Regions from separate parts of the Callithrix jacchus genome. Here region 2 is linked to region 1. The links are chromatin contacts, called in public Hi-C maps. All regions are on one chromosome and are shown on one strand. The core of a region is the stretch at or near the end of the contact, and the rest is flanking DNA. Distances in the headings are between cores, read along the strand shown. Region 1 has its middle 27 kb from the start of PLAU. Region 2 has its middle 14 kb from the start of CAMK2G.

Region 1 (2,559 bases), core at 40-2,539:
GACTGCTCTGGAAATGGGCTTTTTCAATTACTACAAATCAGATATTCCTCTTTATGGTCCACTGATAAAACTGACCACCCTCTGGATGGTTGAATCCACAGCCATGGCAAGGGTCTGTGCAGTCAACCTGCCAGGGCAATGCTGGGCCTGAGAGTGGAGGTGGGTGGGACTCAGAAACCTCTGAATCTACTTCATGAGCCTAAGGGCTTAGCTTGGCCATGGTTCCCTATTAATAGGCTCTGGGTTACGTATAAAACAAGAGAAAGCTGACAAAATCTAGAGAAGTAACGGCCACTAGTGACCTAAGGACTCAAAACTTCACACACAAATATGAAGAACCATATATAAAGAAATGGCCATGGATGGGTGTGGTGGCTCAAGCCTAAAATCCCAGCACTTTGGGGACCTGAGGTGGGCAGATCACTTGAACCCAGGAGTTCAAGACCAGGCCTGGGCAACATGGCGAAACCCCATCTCTGGTAAAAATACCAAATAATAGCCAGGCGTGGTGACACACACCTGTAATCCCAGTTATTCGGAAGACTGAGGTGGGAGGATCACCTGAGCCCGGGAGGCAGAGATTGTAGTGAGCCGAGATGGCGCCACTACACTCTAGACTGGGTGACAGAGGAAGACCCTGTCTCAAAAGAAGAATAAAAAAAAAAAAAGTAGTCATATACAAATAAGCTGCTCTTTCCACAGTTTAAAGTTTCCATTTGCAATATTGGATGAGAATGGGTGAAGGGGCGCCAGCAAGCTGTGGTGACATAAACTGCTTGATTCACAGCGACTGAAATCTCTATTTGAAGTGAGTCTTTGCCAGACCCAAAAGGCTCTATTTTCCCAATAACCTGATACCAGCTTTGGTCAAGGCACTAGCCATGGCAGCTGCACTAAGCCACGGGCTCCCATAAGCTATTTTTATCTCAAATACTCACTAGGACCCACTGGGTCACCAGTATGCTCAGGGGAAGGTTTGGGGCCCTGAATCCTATCTTCCACCCCTCAGGGATAAAGACCACGAGGATGGCGAGGAAGCATTTTTATTAAATGGTTGATTGAGGCTCCTGCATGCCCTCAGAACAAGGTTTTTCAGTAAATGCGGGTCAGAGAACTTTGGCCAGGAGGTCTCAGCGAGAAATCCTGCTCCCTCTTTCTGAATCTGAGAGTTCATGACCCAACCAGCTGCACAGAGGAGGATGGCTGCCCTGCTCAGAGAGGCCAGGCCCTTTATGGTCACCACATGGAGATGGGAAGCAGAAGAGAAGAAATGGGTCATGAATTCCCACCCAACAATCTGACATTTCCCTCCATGGGCTCAGCCCTCTTGACCTCATACCTGGGTTTGCCCCCTTCCTCAGCAGCACTTTCACAACAATCCCTTAGCCCCCAGCGTGGCATAAACAAGAATGAGGTAAACAGAGCTTGTCTTCTTTGAGTCCCCTCCACCCCCACGTCCTCGTGCTGCCCACCAGGACATCCCACACAGTCCCTTCTTCCCCAGCCTGAGCTCGGGGCATCGCCCCATCTCGGGTCGCTTTTCACCGCCAGCCCAGCAGGGGCCGCCAGAGCAATGCAGATGAAGCCATCTGCATTGGGGGCTGCAGGAGCAAGGCTCCCACGGGCCAAGCCTGGTCTTTGACGCTCGTTCCTAAGTGCCCAGCAGGGACAGGAGCTCTCAGGCTTCGGCTTGGGGCTCTCCTTACCCTTCTCAAAGGTGAAAACTGAGCCAGACTCTTTTCCGTTTTATTTTAATTTATTTTTATTTTGTATTTTTTGTAGAGATGAAGTCTCACTTTTTTGCCCAGGCTGGTCTTGAACTGCTGGGCTCAAGCTCTCTTCCCGCCTTGGCCTCCCAAAGTGCTGGGATTACAGGCGTGACTCACCGCACCCGGTCCCCGTTTTATTATTTTATTTATTTATTATTTAGAGAGGGAGTCTCTGTCACCCAAGCTGCAGTGGCGTGATCTCGGCTCCTGGGTTCAAGCGAGTCTCCTGCCTTAGCCTCCCGAGTAGTTGGGATTACAGGCACATGCCACCATTCCCGGCTAATTTTTTTTGTATTTTTAGTAGACAAGGTTTAACTGCGTTGATCCTGACCTCAGGTGATCTGCCCGCCTTGGTCTCCCAAAATGTTGGGATTATAGGTGTGAACAACCATGCCTGGCCCATTTTATTTTTTAAAATGTTTACTACTTCCCTTTTAAAGCTCCAGATATATAGATATAGATATAAATAGAGATATAGAATTTTAGTGCCAAAACAAAGTTACTGGAAGTGTGGTATATCTCAAATGTTTACACTTAGCAAGTCAAAGCTGTGATCGCCCACCTCCAAATAAAAAATAAGTGAGTAAAAGAAAGCCAGTCATGGTGGCTCACACCTGAAACCCCAGCATTTAGGGAGGCTGAAGCAGGAGGATCACTTGAGCTCGGGAGTTTGTGACCAACCTGGGCAACAAAATGAGACACCATCTCCACAAAAAAATACAAATATGAGCTGGGTGTGGTGGTCCATGCCTGTAGTCTCAGCTGCTTGGAAGGCTGAGGATCCCTTGAA
Region 2 (2,559 bases), core at 31-2,530, 51 kb after region 1:
CAATGGCAGGACCTGCACTAATTGTAGAAGGGGGTTTGGGGAACCTAGACCTGCACAACTAGAGGTCACTGTAGGAAGAAGGGAACTCAGAGAATGAAGGGGGAGCCCTGGCTTTCTGCTGATGGCCCTGGGAAATATGGGGCTTCATGGCTTTGTGGCCTGAGGAGTGGCCCCATACGCAGAGTCTGCTGGTGATCTGGGTGTGCAGGGACATCACAGCAGGCCCCCAGGCAGCTTCATCTCCTCTCTTGGCTGGTGGGTGGGAAGGGTTTTTCTGTTCCCTTCATGCTGCCCCCTGAGTCAGCTCCCTGGCATTGCCCTGGCATGTCCTGGGCCCCACGCCCAGGCAGTGAGGAGGCGCTGGCAGATTGCCCAGGGAATGCTGCTGTCTTAACTTAAGCCAAATCCTAATTACGACCCCCTTCCCAGAGGCAATCCAACAATAGCTGCATTGGGGGCTGCAACTTGAAAGCACAGGGTGAGTCTCCTGTGCCCCTTGGGTTTTCTGGCACAAGTGTCACTGGGCACCCACCTTTACCTGATGGCTGCAGCCCTGGAGGGAATGCAGGGAACAAATCCATTTTAGAGACTTTGGCTGAGCCAGGCTCCCACCCCAGGGCCCTGCTTGGGTTTCTGGTCACATCCAAATAGCTACGGAGGGAGTTGCATTTGGACAGAATGGAGGAAAACAGAGCCAAGACTCCAGCCTGAAGCCGCCTCAGCTGTTTCTGGGGCTCTGACTCAGAAGCTGCTTCTCAGGAATGTGGAGCGCTGGGGCCTCTGAGACCCTTGTCCAGGCACACTGGAATGAACAACTGCGTCGGCGGGGGGCATGTTTCACCCTTCTCTGTCTTTTCTGAAAACACCTACACATAGCAACCCACCACTGGGAAGACTGAGCTCCTCCAGGAAGGAAGCATTCCTAGACCCCCTCAGACCCCAGGGATCTATCCCTAGCAATGGCCATGGGCGGCCACAACTTGCACTTACAAAAATGCTGCACTGTGTGGGAGTCTGTCTCTATCCCTCTGTATCTTATCTCCCCAACTCTGTCGTGACTTCCTTGACCTCAGGCTTCCGGGTGAAAAGGAGTGCCCTAAATATCACATTCATCTGACAAACATGTTGACTGAGATAATCTGAGAAAAAGGAAGCAAGAAAGAAAAAAAAGGCAAAGAGAAATCAGTGAGAAAGCAAGCAGGAGGGTCACAACCCAAAGTCTGGGGAATCTGCTTCCCTTCCCAAGCAAAGCTCCCAGGCCACCTGGAGAACGAAGAGCAGGCAGGCTGTGTCCAGGTGGCCTGTACTTCCTTTTCCCCAGCACCCACTCCAACACCAGATGCCTTCAGGTCCACCAGAAGACACTGGAGATCCTTCTACCTCCAGAAAGGAGGGGTTCTGCAGTGATTCTCCAAATGTGGGCCATTTTCCTTTCTCTGATTCTGGCCTGACTTCCTTGCCCTAAAGCAAGTCCCTTGTCCCATGGGATAATTCACAGTGAAATGAGACGTAGAGAGAACTAACCCTGGAACAGAAATCATGTCAGCAGTTTATCACATAATGCATTGATTTTAGGTTTGTGTACCTCATTAGATCATAAGAGCTGGGAGGGTAAGAAGGGAGGTCTTGTTCACCAAGCTAGTCCCAGAGTAGAGCATGCTCCATAATACACAGAAGGTGCTCAGTTGGGTGCCCCATATACATTTGTTGATTTGGCTCATTGAGGGGCACCTGGAGCCTGCCAAAACACTCCTGTTATCTAGCTGGCATCAGCAACTTTTATTCCGGAGCTCATTCCATCTCCAAGATGTAGTGATCTGTTGGAAGAAACCAAAGCTGCAAGCACCAATGGACTGTGGGGCCTTGGGTTCTTAGACAGACTTGGCGTTGAAAATGACTCCTGGGGTGGGGTGGGCTGAGTAATCTGGTAGTGCTCTGGCTCTTTAAAACTGGGTTTAAGGCGGCCTCTAGTGGACAAGCAGAATCACTGCCCGTTTGGGGTGGAGGCCCAGCCTCCTCACCTCTGTGGCTCGCTCTGTCTCCAGGTTCTCCATCCTTGGGCCCAAAGTGGAAAGCATTCAAGATGGCACCACCAGCAACATAAGTGGCCCATACTAGGACAACAGGATCCATCCAACGGACAAACCCATTCAAAAGCACTCACTACCGTACTTAGTGCTTGGCCACAAGCTATGAGGAGGGAAGACAAGGAGATACAAGCAGAAGACAAGGGCTCTGTCTTTAAGAAACCTATGATCTAAATGAGAAGTCAAAACCAAAGTTTTAAGAACGCAAACAGCAAGCCCATATTTAGGTGCCAACCATTTTAAGGGGTGAGTTCAGAGAATCAGTGCAATCTCTCTGCCTCAGTTTTCTCATCTATAAAATGAGAATACTAAAACTTACCCTGTAGCGTTGTGATGATTAAAAGGAGATGGTAGGGAAAAAATATGGCATTATTGTTATTGTTATTAAAGCAATCTATGTTCAACATAAGAAATTTATTTATTTATTTTTTTGTTTGTTGTTGTTCTTTGAAACAGAGTCTGGCTCTGTTGC

Evidence for each region. A called contact is a pair of places that touch in the nucleus more often than the background predicts.
Region 2: a Hi-C map of skeletal muscle shows a contact between it and region 1, with 10 times the contacts expected there. The contact joins two enhancer-like sites. A contact is called at or near these places in 3 of 3 Hi-C or Micro-C datasets (induced pluripotent stem cells and skeletal muscle).

Annotation. Positions count from the first base shown.
Region 1 is chr12:56,269,977-56,272,535 of calJac240_pri, forward strand. No RefSeq gene overlaps it. Among named protein-coding and RNA genes, the nearest start is that of PLAU, 27 kb to the right of the region's middle. Within about 2 kb of position 1,290, at least 1 of the 16 cell types and tissues checked has an H3K27ac peak or open chromatin away from gene starts, as enhancers often do. A contact at or near this core is called in skeletal muscle, where this site is marked.
Region 2 is chr12:56,321,276-56,323,834 of calJac240_pri, forward strand. No RefSeq gene overlaps it. Among named protein-coding and RNA genes, the nearest start is that of CAMK2G, 14 kb to the right of the region's middle. Within about 2 kb of position 1,281, at least 9 of the 16 cell types and tissues checked have an H3K27ac peak or open chromatin away from gene starts, as enhancers often do. A contact at or near this core is called in skeletal muscle, where this site is marked.